2 separate regions of the Mus musculus genome follow, and region 1 is linked to region 2. The links are chromatin contacts, called in public ChIA-PET maps. All regions are on one chromosome and are shown on one strand. The core of a region is the stretch at or near the end of the contact, and the rest is flanking DNA. Distances in the headings are between cores, read along the strand shown. Region 1 overlaps Gm27166 (a long non-coding RNA gene). Region 2 overlaps Fli1 (Friend leukemia integration 1).

What was found. ChIA-PET counts read pairs in DNA pulled down with a chosen protein or histone mark.
Region 1: a contact with region 2 is called in an RNA polymerase II ChIA-PET map of memory CD8 T cells, with 325 read pairs. The contact joins two enhancer-like sites. A contact is called at or near these places in 1 of 484 Hi-C or Micro-C datasets (Th1 cells) and 5 of 115 datasets of contacts at active chromatin or transcription factors (T-cell acute lymphoblastic leukemia, Th17 cells, double positive thymocytes and 2 more).

What each region holds. Positions count from the first base shown.
Region 1 is chr9:33,059,119-33,062,272 of GRCm38.p6, reverse strand. The region is part of intron 1 of Gm27166 (a long non-coding RNA gene); the gene reads right to left. Among named protein-coding and RNA genes, the nearest start is that of Gm27166, 29 kb to the right of the region's middle. Within about 2 kb of position 1,437, at least 30 of the 459 cell types and tissues checked have an H3K27ac peak or open chromatin away from gene starts, as enhancers often do. A contact at or near this core is called in Th1 cells, Th17 cells, effector CD8 T cells and 1 more, where this site is marked.
Region 2 is chr9:32,505,236-32,508,532 of GRCm38.p6, reverse strand. The region is part of intron 1 of Fli1 (Friend leukemia integration 1); the gene reads left to right. Among named protein-coding and RNA genes, the nearest start is that of Fli1, 35 kb to the left of the region's middle. Within about 2 kb of position 1,347, at least 134 of the 459 cell types and tissues checked have an H3K27ac peak or open chromatin away from gene starts, as enhancers often do. A contact at or near this core is called in Th1 cells, Th17 cells, effector CD8 T cells and 1 more, where this site is marked.

The sequences.
Region 1 (3,154 bases), core at 188-2,687, 550 kb before region 2:
GTGGATACACAACTTTGAACCTTTGGCTCTCAGAACGCCTCCACACTATTGATTCTGTGATCTATAAATCCCATAACTCCATAGGCCAAAATGTTCCAAAATGCTTCGTTCTTCACCCTCCCTCCAGGACACTGGGCTATATAGCCTTGCTCACAGTGCCCACTACCTGTCTACCATGGAGAAATTAAATGGGCGATGGGTAATGGGAGGGGCCTATCTTTCTTCAACCCCATCTCTTGTGCTTGCTCTAAACATCACACGTCCCTGACTCTTTCCACCATCCTAAAAAAAAAAAAAGAAAAGAAAAAAGAAGTGTGTTATCCAGGATTGATGTTTGAACTCACCCCCCAAGCTTCTTTATATATTATTAGGGATGAGCATAAATCCTGGGGTCTGCTGTGAAAGTCATTCCAGTTGTCTGTGTGGCTCATTTTCCCAGCAGGATCACTCTGTCCCACAGAGAAAGTGGAAGCCTGGGAAAAGACTTGTGAGGAGTTACAGGAAAAAAATATTTGGCTGAGAAATTTCACTGGATTTTTACAATTCCCCTTGTCCCAGCTCATGTCTCTGGATTACAAATGCATCTCCAATAGATATCCTGCGGAGCATCTGGAGTTTCTGTGTTTGTGTGCCTGTGTGGGTGTGTATGAGTATAGTATATGTGTATGTATACATGTGCATGTATGTGTATGTACATGTGTGTGCTTGTGAGCTTATATGTTTGTCAGTCTGGATTTATGTTTGTATGTACATTTCTATGTGTATTCATATGTGTGTTCATATGTAAACATACACAATAAAAGCTGACTGAACATTTTCTTCTTCATTCTTCAATGTATGTGACTAAACATTTTACATATGCTGACTGGTTTATTGCCTATTTACCTATCTGACTTGAGAAGCAACTCCCTTCTTCAGGACCAAAAGTATACAAGAAAGTGTTAGAGCAAGTTTATCTGAACATCCCTTTCCAACAGACAGACCATGAGGGACAGAAATGAAAATAGACAAACGAACCCAGAAAGCATCCTGTAGGCACCATATGTAGTTTTACCTGTTTCTCTCTTTAGCTGAAGGCATACAGATTAGAACCTGACTACCTCGAAGAAGAGATAAGGATCAAGAATGTAGAAAGTCTATAGAAGAAGCACAGTCATATTTTCTCTGCCTCACCACATATTGGGTACTATCTGTGGTTCTTCTAGCATCATCGAAGGTGGGTACTAAGGAGAGTCAAAGTAGGTCACGGAGGCTTGGGTTTCAATATGATGTTTGGATTATCTAGGGCAACCAGGACAGAGTCTTGTAACAAGATTTGAATCTACATGAAATGTTTCTCAAGAGAAATCTTTTGGAGAGGTTAGTGTACTACAGGCCTCTCATATATATCTGTCTATGCACACAGCTCTTACATTACTCCTTGTGTGTAGTGTCAGGAAGTCACACTTAACAAAAAGTTTCCCCACGTTGTCATAGAGACTCTGTAACCACATTCAGGTTACTTACAGTACAAGTCTGTCTGAGAAAAGACAAGCTGAGCTATTCTCACCAGCACAGAGGACTCAGCCTCAGAACCACTGCCTTCCATCACCCGCCCCCTCCCCCTGCCTCCATCACCAAAGACAAGGCCCAGCACTTCAAGCCAGTCTTAACTCTAGTCATTCTGCAGACGGCAAGTCTAGGCCACAGAATGGTATGGAATCTGGTCATCTGGAATTGTGAAAGAACCGAAAGAAACTGCTGAAGTCTTTGCAGCCAGTCAAAACCCTCAGATTCTGTCACTGACCCCAAACAGTAAAATTAGACAGGACTCTAAGCTAATGCTCACAGCTGATCCCTGAGTCATTTTCAAAGATGTCATCAGGCATTTCCTGGGTGCTGCTTCCCCCACACCTGGGTTCCTGGCCATTACTGTCCAGCTGACATTGCCCAGGGACTGGATAGCTACCCCCAGTTACCACAGCCTCACATCATGGCGCACAGACTACATTTGTCTTGGTACTTTCTCTGAGTAGACAAACAAATCATAATGTAGACCCTCTTTCTTAGTTCAGAAACCATAACCAATTAAACCACGAGGAAAGATCAGTAGTATGTGATTTCCTGAAACAGATATTTTGGGTTGAAAATTTCAAGAAACTATACCGGTCTCAAGTAGTTTTAGTCAAGATTATCCTTTGATGAAGGCATGAGCTTGTGTAGCTGAGATTTCTGACTGTCTTCCATTTTCTCCCCATGCTGTGGGGTATGAAGAGAGAGAGGGAGGTGAGAGAGAGAGAGGGAGAAGGAGAAAGAGACAAGGGAGGAGAAGAGGAGACAGGGAGCACAATAGGAAGACAGAGACAGAGGAGAATGTATGCCTGATAGAGAGGAACAGAGAGATGGGGGAGAAAGGGAGGGAGGAAGGGAAGGAGAGAGAGAGAGAGAGAGAGAGAGAGAGAGAGAGAGAGAGAGAGACAGAGACAGAGAGAGAGAGAGAGAGAGAGAGAGCTGGGCTCAAAAAGTTAGGCTGAACAATACCTGATGAATGGCAACAAGGGTTGTCTTCTGACAGACACACACACACACACACACACACACACACAAATAAATAAATAAACAGTCTGTTTTTAAAAGTAAAAAAAACTTTAATTGAAGAAGTTGTTAAATTCTGGGCCTCAGAGGAAGGCAGGAGTAAGCTCACCCTATAAGCATACACAAATCTGGCCTGAAACTCTTGTGGGGAGAGGAAAACAAGAAGGAATACTTATTTCTTGATTCTAATGTAATTTACACTTTATACTCTGTCTTTTGAACTATGACAAGTATCTTTAGATATATTTCTACACCCTGAGAAGCTATTGGCACCCTTTCAGAAATATAGAAGCTGGACCCCAAATACCTCACTAGCTCAGGGCCTTTGGAGGCAGGAGATGCAAACAAAAGGCCCTTGATGATTTTATATTAGTGCAATGTTAAGAATTGCTGTTTCTGCAAGTATCTTCAACTATACTGCCAATTGATATAAAGTAGCAAAGTCATTCAGGTGTTAGCACACAAAAGATATTTTCAAAAGAAACACAGTTAAATCAAAAATGCCACTGCTGCACATGTGAATGTGATGAATTGTTACAAAAATCCCAGAAAGCATTAAGTAGAAACTTCCCAAGGAAGT
Region 2 (3,297 bases), core at 98-2,597:
AGATAACGGACACAAAGTGTTTAGTTCCTTACCTGATAAAGAAGGGCTCCTGAGTGTTCGAGTGGTTGGGAAAACAAGGTCTACTGCTCACAGGCCAGAATGACAGCTAGGGGAAACGGCTTCAAGTTCTCAAAAGGGAAAGTGTAGCTTGGGGGTGCCTAGATCCTGAGCTCAGCCAATCGGTCTCCGTCTCCATGTGTTCCTGTGATGAAGTCAGCCCAGATCTGCACACAGCTCAAAGGCTGGATCTAATTGATGCTTGTCTGTAGAGCTAAATATCAGCCTCTGAGGCTAGTCTGCTGCAGACTGAGCCCTCACTACCAAGATTTAGTGAATGGCTCAACGCTGAATGGAGTTAATGAGAAGCAGAAATTTCCAGCCACACGTGTGCTGATAAACGTGGAACAACCTACCGTCTGGATTTGTGTAGTGTTCACCTATTTCCATGGTGCAAATGGTTGCTCTGAGGCTGATGCCAGGCTACCAGGATGATGTTTCTGACTGTGGAGCTAGGAAGAGATGCTTTCTCAGCTCTCGCACACCCCTGCATCCATACCCCCATCCCTGAAGCTGGCTGAAGCTCCTCTCACAGCAGGGTGGGCTCCTGTTCTTCAGGCCAGGCTTTCTTGCCTTATTCCTGTCCGGAGGAGTTGAAGGGGAAGGGAGGGGAGGCATTCCTACTTTCTCCTCTGTCCTGTGCTCGGCAGAAGTATAGCTTCCCACCCAGGAGCCACTTCCTCTCTGTCCAGTTCCAGACTGATGAGCAAGTCCATTTTCCCCATGAGCTGAAACAAAACAAGACAAAACAGAAAAGTGGTCCTCCCATGAGCCTTCGTCAGAGCTCAGCTTTAAGATGAATCAGGGCAGGCCCAAGTGCATACTCTGGCGTCTTGGGGTTTACCAACACACTTCCTCCACAGAAATACTGTTGCTGCTCTTTCTCTTGCCCCTGCGAATGAGGCAGCGACAACTCAGCCACACCTGCACCTGGAGGTGAGGTGGCCAAGGCTTCACACTCCCAGCTTCCCCTTACCGCTACAGCAGGGAGAGTATGACTTCATCAGTTCAATGACAATTCTAATTCAGGGGGCGGGATGCTGGAGACAGAGGTCTCAGCAGTCCTCTGTGTGTTCCCTTGTAAAGATGAAGGTACTGAGGCCAGAGGGCAAGGTCTCAGGCAGGTCACTTCTAGAGACGGTGTTCTCTCTCCCCTCTCTCTCCCCTCCCTCTCCTCTCTCTCCTTTCTCTCCCCATCCTCCTCCCCACCCCACCCCACCTCTGCTGCTGCTGGGCAGTTTTCTGAGAGTTAACACTGATATTTTGCTCACGTCATTTCTTCTATAACCGCAGTGCTTCTGTGGGAGTAAGCACCTGCCCCCAGCAAGTTCTACACCTTCTTCTTCTTGCTCATAGCCCTGGGCATCCTGGCAGATTTGCAGATGATCCAGATCCACTCCAGCTCTGCAGTGAAAGGAGCGATAGGAAAAGCAGAGTTGGGGGTAGACACCCAGGCAGTTCTGTCTTAGGATATCTTCCTTCAAGTCCGGGAAAGAGCGTGTGTCCTCAGTGTCCTCCTGTAGCAACAGGCATCTCCAACTACCAAGCACGCCTGCATTGCCTACGTTAGCCAGGAATATGACAAGCCATACATACAAAATAGGGACCTTCTACTAGTCCCCTAATTGTCACCCGGAGCTTGTCTGTGAGAGTAGCTGCCCACTAAGCCCTAGGGATAAAGGGAAAGAGAAGAGCCTACAGCTTCCCACAACCTCATCTCTGACCACCAGAGAACCCGCCCTTTAGCACGGAGTCTTCTCCTAGTGCTTGAGAGCCACACTGGGTCCATGCAGTGAGGATATGGCTGCCTGTGAACCTCCTGGTTCACGGAGAGTGGAAAAGCTCTTTCCTAAATCTTACTAGACAGTAGTTCGCATTTCCTCCGTGGGGACCTTATCTGCTAGTACATTAAGACCCCAACCCAGCTCTGCCAAGAGACTGTTATGCTCTGCGGCTCAAAGAAAAAAATGTAGGAGAGGAGTTGATTAACTGAGACCGGAAAAGAGCTTTTTCTATGTATAAACAATGAGCCCATGTTCCTGGCAGGTCAGGTGTCCTGATCTCTCTCCCAGGTGGGAGGGAAGAACTGCTGGCCGCGCTCCTCTCACGGCCCTGAGTTTAGGAACAGGATTTCCTCTGCACATTGTCAGAGAGCAGATAAAAATCTTAATCTCAGGCACACACAGCCGCAGGCCTTGGGGCCTGCCACTGTGTGCTTAGCTTTCAGAAGTGAGAACGAACAATGGCTTTGGGACTCAGTATATAAGTGGGGAAGGCAAAGAAAGAGACCAGGGTGGAAGCTAGCGGGATATACAAACTTGCTGTGGAAGATGCAGGGCCATCCAGAGGGTCCAACCTGCACACAAGGCTCAGAAAATCCTGGGTCCTCTTTTACTGTTTTTGGCTTTCTTGTACCAGGTACAAAGCACACTGGATAGAGGTCTTTACCATTTTGTTTGTTTTCTTTGTGTGTGTGTGTCTGTGTATCTGTGTAGTGGATGCACACTTGTGCAGATGCACTCGTGTGTGTGTGTGTGTGTGTGTGTTTGTGTGTGTGTGTGTGTGTGTGTGTGTGTGTGTGTGTGTGTGTTGGAGGTTAGCTTTGGGAATCTTACCTTTATCATGCTCCACCTTGTGAGCCAAGGTCTCACACTGAACTTGAAGCTTGCCTGCTATCCAGCCCCACACAGGTAGTCACCACCACTGCTGGCTTTTATGTGGGCACTGGGGTTCTAAATGCATGTCCCCATGCTTTCACAGCAAGCACTTTACCCACTGAGCCATCTGCTTCTCACGACTGCCCCACACTTTTTCTTAAAGTGCTCAAATAGAGGCACTCGCCTCTGCGCTGCAAATCGGGCTCTTAGGAAGAGCTTGGCATCTCAGCAGAACTCAGAAGCTGGGAAAAGTTTCAGTCTTATCCTCCCAAATGTTTGTGCTAAGAGCTCGCTCGCTCACTTATTTTCCCAACATGCATCCTGTGCCTTTTCAGAGTAGGAGGAGATGAGAATTTTAGAAGTCTCATTTATTATGTGGTGCTGTATCAGAAAGTGCTCTGCACACAATTTTGCCATTGCCACACTTAACTGCAAAATATTCCTTATGGGAACATACAGCTTATCCCTATTGAAGGAGTTGGCCAACCAAGTTAGCATGAGAAATTTTAGGGTGTATACATGTTGAAATGCAGACCCATTCTCCACAGGATCCCTCCATCCCTAACTCCATTTTGATGAGCGT